2 separate regions of the Solanum lycopersicum genome follow, and region 2 is linked to region 1. The links are chromatin contacts, called in public HiChIP or PLAC-seq maps. All regions are on one chromosome and are shown on one strand. The core of a region is the stretch at or near the end of the contact, and the rest is flanking DNA. Distances in the headings are between cores, read along the strand shown.

Evidence for each region. HiChIP or PLAC-seq counts read pairs in DNA pulled down with a chosen protein or histone mark.
Region 2: a contact with region 1 is called in an RNA polymerase II HiChIP or PLAC-seq map of leaf, with 2.3 times the contacts expected there. The contact joins the enhancer-like site here to the promoter of LOC101246717 in region 1. A contact is called at or near these places in 5 of 8 Hi-C or Micro-C datasets (all in leaf) and 1 of 1 datasets of contacts at active chromatin or transcription factors (leaf).

The regions. Positions count from the first base shown.
Region 1 is chr5:24,797,288-24,801,497 of SLM_r2.1, reverse strand. LOC101246717 (ultraviolet-B receptor UVR8) reads left to right here and starts at 2,761. Exons shown (of 12, transcript XM_069297979.1): 1 at 2,761-3,000. The coding sequence starts at 2,895.
Region 2 is chr5:24,837,480-24,841,786 of SLM_r2.1, reverse strand. It overlaps LOC101247019 (ferrochelatase-2, chloroplastic), which reads left to right. Exons shown (of 13, transcript XM_010322770.4): 9 at 2,154-2,271; 10 at 2,274-2,365; 11 at 2,368-2,424; 12 at 2,426-2,478; 13 at 2,480-3,016. The coding sequence ends at 2,510. Among protein-coding and RNA genes, the nearest start is that of LOC101247019, 18 kb to the left of the region's middle. Within about 2 kb of position 3,031, at least 2 of the 2 cell types and tissues checked have open chromatin away from gene starts, as enhancers often do. A contact at or near this core is called in leaf, where this site is marked.

The DNA.
Region 1 (4,210 bases), core at 1,512-4,011:
GAGTCCCTCTAGCCATGTCTTTCATTTTACATGATGATTGAGCTATGTGGGTCCTACCTCGATGACTGGAAAGGTAAGTGTATACACTTAGTTACTAATGGTTCCACTGTATATCATGCATTCATATGTGTCACATATCACCAGTATAATTGATTGTTGTTTGCATCCTCAGATTTTGTGGGGGTCGATTGGGTTATGTTTGTTTTTTGTAAGGTCCCGATTTATGGAGTTCGGTTAGGTTATTGTTTGACTATATTTTTACTCATTTTTTGTTAATCTAATAGTTGATGTGTTTTTCTATATTTGTATATGTTAATGATTGTGAACTTAGGTTGTTGACTCTTGTATCATAGTTTGCTTGTGATTTGGTTGTTGGCTTGCGCTTCCAGCTACATTCTTGACTCGTTTCCTTATTCTTTATGTATGATTTCAGCTCTGTATTGCATGTCTAGCTTATTATATCTCATGTTTAGTTACCTGTGTTGTACTTTCCTTATTACCTTTTAACTATACTTGTTTTTATCTTGGAGATCAGTCGGCCAATGCTTACAGAGTAGAGCTTGTTGGTACTCATACTACCCTTTTGTATATCATGGTACGGGTTCTCGCAATTTACTTGAAGTAGTGCCAAGTAACTTTGGGATTCGGAGACTTGGGTTAACTCTTGGCATATGAAGTTACCGATTTACATTTCTCTTGGCTAGGAAAGTCTTGATGTTGTATTCATACAGAAAATCTACTTGTATTGTATGTGTAAGAGATTTATACTTTTATTTTGATTATATGCTCGATTTCTGACTGATAACAGGTCTTAGGGATGATTCTCGTAATATTTCAGTTGATCTCTATTTCTTCTCTTTCTTTTTAGATTTTGATTCTTATTGGTTATCCTCCGTATGGTAGCCGTTGCTTATCGCTTAGGGCGAAGTGTTAGACTTACATATTGGTGAGGTGTAATTGGTCTTATCATGACATGAGAAATCACATTGTGATAGTTTATTGAATAAGAAAAATTTAGATGTTTAAAACGGTTGTTGAAAATATGACTGAGATTTTTTTTTCTATCATTCAAATTTTCCTAACTTTTATTCTTCTTAACCATGAATATAAATTACAAGAAGCACAAACACTTATTAAGAATTTTTTTGTGAAATGTCTTACTATAAAAATAACATTAAATTGCACACTAGATTAATGTATGACACATATATTCATGGAAACAACTTAAAAAATGGATGTTCTTCAAAGTTCCAACGCTAAAGTAGATAATCTTAGTTATTACGTGAAAGGGTATTCTTAAAAGTTCTAAGGCTAAAGAAGATAGTCTTAGTTATTACATGAGAGGGTATTTAGATCTAGATTCTTCTAACCAATCTGAATGAAGAAATCTTTAAGATTGAAAAATCTTAAGAATGAAGAAGACAACTTTCATCTTTTAGCGTGGTGGATGATTCATGGTTGTGCTTTTCCAAGACTTACTAAGATTGTTCATGACGTGCTAGCTAAGCGGATGAAGAAATTTGTGGATCGCAAGAGGCATCCCAAAGACTGTAAAGTTGGGACATGGTCATGGTAATGTTTACCCCAAGACAGCTCAAGACGCAACGAGACATGCACCACAATCTATTTCACAAATATGATGGTCCATTTAAGATCCTTTCCAAGGTGGGTAAGATCTCATGTACAATCTTGACATGCCTCCATATCTAAAGATTCTTCATACCACAAAAACAAATATGACCCATACAGAGGCTAATCGAGTTGTGCACTTATTACTATCACCACCTCGCATAGTCGAGAGATAAAAATATCATTGACTGACTGTGAGTGTAGGCGAAAACAAGGGCAAAAAGTTACTGCCATATTCCTATCACCAAAAAAAGCCACATAGGAGCAGTATGAAGACTTTTTGCTACTTAAAGAAAAGATTTGAGAATTTAATGCATTATCAATGTGTCACGATCATCTCCACATTATATAGGGGATAGTGTGATGACCTGTCATATCACCCTGCCACATAGACTTCATGTGACATAAAATTACCTATTTGGAAGCTTACGCGATAAGCATTTATTATTTATTGGAAGATTTTTTAGAGTAATGGAGAGTTTCTTGAAAAAACTTTAGAATATCTAGGAAGAATTCTTGAAAGACCTTGGAATATTCTAGGCATGTATTAAATTTTATAACAAGGGCTTGTTTATAAGTACTAGTGGCTTATGTAATGATTATTATTTACACAATAGATTTTAATTTAGTTCTTCATCCGTTTAAAAAAGAATGATCCTATTTTATTTTTAGTCTATTTCGAAAAGAATTTACCTTTTTTTGTAACATTTAATTTCACCTTTCCACATTATTTTAGGTCACAAGATCAAAAGTACAATTTTGTAAATTTGATATAACTTTAATTTAGAACCATGAAATCCAATTTTTTTTTATTTTGTTAAATTTCATATTAATTTAAACTAGATTATTCTTTGTAAAACAGAGTAATATAAATAAAGAACATCATACTTAGAAAATCAACTGACAAAGGCAAACAATCTTCCGAGCAATATAATAGTTTTGTTTCTTCATTTCCTTAGTTATCTAATATTAAAAAGCCTTGCAAAATTGTGTAAAGATGGTGAAATATCGCCTGGTGTGCTTAGTAAAAGTGTTAAGTAAAATTCACACTATACTGATTGAAAAAAAAAAAGGTGGGTCCCATGTGCAAGGTCACGACTTACCACATGTGTGTGTGGGAGGAGAGGAGTTAGGAACATGTGGCGTCTCTATCACTAGTATAAATTCAGTGTGTACCCACTTCCATGCTCTCTACTCCTTCCATAAAAAAAATTCCACATCTTTCCACATTTTAATTAATACAGAGAAGGTACATTAGGTCAAAAATGGCGGACGGAAGAGGTGGTGATTGCAATAGTGATACAGCAGTTAGGCCGATTCGGAAAGTGCTTCTCATTTCCGCTGGAGCTAGTCACTCCGTTGCTCTTCTCTGTAAGTTCATCCTTCCATTTCTTTCTTTCTTAACTCTCGTATCAAATTAGTTTATCTTCCAGGTGGTTAGCTTTTTTCACCCTTCCTTTTAATATGATTTTCAATAAGAGTTCAAAATATGTAGAGATAAACCTACATAGTAGTAGAAGGGATTCGAATATACATAAAAAAAAATTATCTATGGCTCCGCTCCTGCTTCCTTCGTCTCTTCTGCAAGTAATGTTGATGAACAGTACAGAGATGATGAAGAGAGGGATTGAGTATTGGGTAAGGTGTTTAGAATTTGCATGGACAATAATGGTCCACGTTATTAAATATACTATGGGTAAAATCGTAATCTCTGCTTTCACATTTATCACATCTTTTATTTGGGCTTTTGTTCCCACCACAACAGATCAACGCCCTTCATCCTAATTTAATTCTAATTTCTAAATCAAAACCCTTGTGCGAATTTTTATAATTTAAATGAGCGATATATTTCCAAAATACTTTAAATAAAAGTGATATTTGCTTATATCTTCATAAAAATAAAAACATCTAAATAATTAATTCCCTAATAATTATAGGGTGGACTGACAAAAGGAGAACTCTGAAATGCTTTCTTTAAAAATTTTTGTATTTGTTGAAGATTTTTTTACTCCATGAACTATATACAGCAATATAAATGGAATGGATAAAAAAAGGGGGCAGTTCGGTGCACCAAAAGTAAGGTCTTGTGTGTGTGATGATTGGAATGGCGTCATGGGAAATTTCACAAAGAATGAGTGCAGTAGAAATTTTAAAATTATGCTACCTAATATATATGAAAATTTTTGAAAAAAATTAGGTAATATACATGAATTTTTTTGAGCATTTTTTCTTTTGGATGAATGAGTGCAAAAAAGAAAGGCTTAATGCTGCGAACTAGATTTGAACTCAAATATGCGCTTTACATAAAGTAAAGGCTCTAAGCTCCGCTCCTTCGACTGATTGTTCGCATCGGATCTCCGGCTAAACGCTTGTCTCTTTCAAGACACTTTAAATCACTAGGCTATAACACCTTATTGTGTAAAAGATATCCAAAATATGATATTTGAACTCAAATATGCGTTTTACATAAAGTAAAGACTCTAAGCTCCGCTCCTTCGTCTGATTGTTCGGATCGGATCTCAGGCTAAACGCTTGTCTCTTTCAAGACACCTTAAATCAGTAGGCTATAACACCTTATTGT
Region 2 (4,307 bases), core at 1,782-4,281, 40 kb before region 1:
ATACTAGTAGAGTCAAAGCTAAGATGGCATAGTGATCTAGATCCTATTTTGAAGAATTAGAGACAATAATTAGTATCAAGCAAATTACCTTCATTTACTTTACTACCAAAGATATCAAGTTAAAAATAAATATTACCTCCTAAAGAATCGTTCTTGTAATGTTGTAAGATAAATTTCAAGAAGCCAATACACAAAGATGTAAAGAAAACAAATCCATCAATCATGTTAATCAATAGTGTTGTTTGAAATATTTTTTGTTGAAATTGATTTTAGTTACAACATTAAGTTGCTGATGTTTAGGATAATTTGAATTTTAAATTTTTATTAGGTTGTTTCAGTTTGTTGAGATATTTTAAGGTTTTTGAATTTTGAATAATGCAATTTTTTTGTAGTAAGTTGGATATTTAAAGCCCTCCATTGCTTAAGAAAAATATTGAGAGACATTTTCGATTAATAATTTCAATCCTTTTTGCTGACCATCTTTTAAGAAAACCAACAAAAATCCAGCCCTACATATAGGGGAAACATATCCAATATATCATGGGATTTGAATCCTTCTATGGAAATTATAAAGATTCAAACTTACCTAGGAAATTTTAAACGAGGAATTAGGAAAACAAGTAAAGTAATATCACACTTCTTCCCGATACAGCTTACAAAAAAAGGGAATAACTTACTTAGTTTTTGGCTCCAAAATTTCACGTGAACTTGGCACATAAACTACCCATGTTGGTCGTGAAAATCATCTTTTTTGGCAGAATTTTAGCTCGTTTATTGGGCATTTTCAACTCCTTTCTTGGGCTACATGTGGGCCCCTCCTCTTGGACTCCATGTGGCCTGAATCTTCCTCGTCTTAGATTTGGACTTGGACTATGAAATTGGCATATCACTTAATCCACTCTTTGCCATTACTCTTGGGCTTTTCTTCCACGACAAGCACTTTCTGATCTGATCTCCCGTTGAAGTCACCAACCTTGTCGTGCATCTTCTTAACTTCGCAAGTTCTATCTAAATCCTTTAACGGAAGCATGTCACCATTGATGCTATCAGAGGATCTTCTGAGATTTTTTGAACAAGTTTGAAGATGGATTTGAGTTTGAGTTAGCTCGTTTCCGACGGCAATTTTAGATGGGCTCTTCCCATTTCTAGACGTGCCAGAGATTTCAAGACAGGTTTAGACATGTGTACCTTCTGTTTATATGACCTTCTGGCATTTGGTCATCATTGCCGAAAGTATAACTTCTTTGATACACTTCATCATTCATAAAGATTTCATATGAATACCATTTGACAAGGACGGGTTAATCCAACTCTGTTGAGCAGAATCTACATTTCTCTAAGGCCTTATTGCGTAAATGATCACTTGTTTGACAATTTCTTTTTTTTCAGTCTGAGCAAAGTATAATTCATTTCTCATAATTTTTTCTTCTTGTGCGAGGTATGATTGATTTTCCGACTGTTAGAATCTACCTGTCCGAGGCTTATTGGATAGATTGTCCCTAATTTTACAATTCCATTTCTTCCGCTCCGAAGAGTTTTTAATTTATTCTCATTATGAGATATGACAATTTTTTCTGCTAGACCAAATATGATTGATTTTGAACTATAATAAATAATAATAGTAGGATTTATGCTTGTGGGATGGGGGGCTGATGTTTACTTGTGATTCATTAGTTTATTTGTTTTAGTTGATCTGCACAAGTGAGGCTTAGTTCTCATGGTTTGTCCTACTTGTCTAGCACATTAGTTCCACTATGATATATTCAACCAGATCCTTGGCACTTCTATGTGCCAAGTGAAGAATTTGAACAACCTACTCACCGTAGGAGGTTGATCAACTAACACATACCCTTGACTTGTTGGGACATTGGTGTGTTCTCAGCCATGCTCAAATGTTTTGTAAGACTTGATCCAGTCTCTTAGTCGATTTGCATACTTTCAGGTTCTTCCATCTACTGCAGAAAACATGGCACCTGGGTTTTATTATGCAACTGCCAAAAGTGATTGAAATAAAGGGCACTCCCTCCTTGTTTTATTTGTATGTGGATAACTGGTTGAATAATGTTATCGAAGTTTGAACAAAAAAGTTCAATGCTGTTTTCAAAGACGATTGGTGAAATGAACCTAATATATGCTGAGTTCTTTATTTGCAGTCATTGGTCCCTCTTGGCAGCGTGGAAGAGTTATTGGCAGCATATGATTCACAGCGCAGGGAGCTTCCACCTCCTGTAACAGTCTGGGAATGGGGTTGGACAAGAAGTGCTGAAACGTGGAATGGAAGAGCAGCTATGTTGGCAGTTCTTGTGCTGCTGGTGCTAGAAGTAACAACTGGAGAAGGCTTCCTGCACCAGTGGGGCATATTGCCCTTATTCCGTTAGCCCCTTACACCGTACTCTCTCCCTGCTCATCCTATTTGAGAAGGAAACTTCTTCCCTCCCGTCCTTGCTGTCTCTCTTTCACATGCATTATACAAATACACACATAAAGGTGACTGGCTGCTGAGATGTTGAAAAATGACTGAAATAGGGAATGAATTAAGAAGTTGTACATTGTCTTTCACTTAGGATGAGCGCCCACTCTTTGTGCTACCATATACTTCTTTAATCTATGTAGCAAAACAGCCTCCATTTCATTCATTGCCTCAGTCCAAGTGAGCAGGTTTTGTGAGACGTACAGTAAATTGAACTGAAAATAGAGAAGGGTGAGAAAGATCAAGAAGAGGAGAAACAAAAGAGCTAACTCACCTTCGAAGGTTTATCATACTTGTATAACTTTTGGCATCAATACCCAACCTGTAAATTTTCTTCTGTTGCTCCAATTTTCTGTAACATTTCTATGTATTAAATCATTGGCATACAGTGTTAAGATTGGAACAATACCGTGGCAGATGTCTACAATAATGTTGTATTTGCATAATGTAGATGCTGAAAGTGTGAAACAACTGGAGAGTAACTTTCAACAATGTAAAAGAAGACTAAGATGCTGCTGGATTTATGTAATGTCCGTAGTTGCACTACCTCTTACATGACTAGGCCCAACAAACGGAGAAACTCAAGTGATGAGTGTTTCCTGTTTGTTTAGGGTATCTCAAGGAAAACTTGCATAATTTTAATGTTAGTTTATCGGTTTGCTGTATTAGTTTACTCCAGAGTTAATTGACATATCTAGTAGAGTTTTTGGCTGAAATCATCCCTCTACTATGACTCAAATTTAATTTACATTCTAATATTATCTAAGTGACCAAAAAATATTCTTATACTATCCAAGAAATAACAAGAATCATTCTTCGTTCTATTTTTTTTTTTTGAAGAAACTGATTGAATAAAAAAAGTAAAAATGATAAGTTCGGTTATGTCTTAGTCAGGATGAGAAGATTAAAGTTATCTAAAAAGAATAAGGAGATGATAGAAAATTAATCTTTCCCTTTTAGAACTTAATTTTTGTCTGTTAGTTTGTTTTTTGCATCATTAAGTAAATTGATTTGCAATAATACACAAGTCTTGAAAATATTTATACAGTAGGTGCCGATGATTAGAAAGATTATGCAAAAAAAAACCATTTTAAAAATATTACGCTCAACTATTAAGAACTTTTCTATTATAAAATATTTAGTTCGTATGTACATTATATACATGCAATGTACACATGCTAGAAATCTAGTGAGATTACATAGATGTTTAGTTATGAAAATAAAAAAAATAAGTACTTTATTTGAAATTTTTGAAGTTGAGGTTGTATGGGTAAAAAACTAAATATATAATTTAAGTACCTAAATTACTCCTCCATAACAATAGTTTCCCTTTACCCTAATACAGCAGTAGAATTTTCACAAAACCCAAATAACCTCAAAAAAGAAAAAGAAAAAGAAAATCTTACTATAACGTATCAATAATTAATAAAGAAGATTTTTATTCCCTAAATTTCTCCCAGTTACTCAACTTCCACAAATCTCACAATCATTAATATTAAATATAATGGTTCTCTTATAACACTAATACCATGTAAGCTAATCAAAAGCAAAATAAGTTTCTATTCTGATAAATTTCAATGGTGGAAAGTAACAACTTATCAGTTTTGACTATACTTTTTACAAAAAAATATTTAGAATTTGAACATATTTTGACTGCATATGATTTAAACTTCAATTTCTAAGAATTAAAAAAATCATCCAACTTGACTAGCTTAATCATGTGTACATATGTTCATTCGACTCGATACATTTTTCTTTTGTTAATGGCCTGAGTTTCTTTTTTTTAAAAAAAAAAATAGATAGAAGAATGAATCTTATAACTTTTTGGATAGTGTAA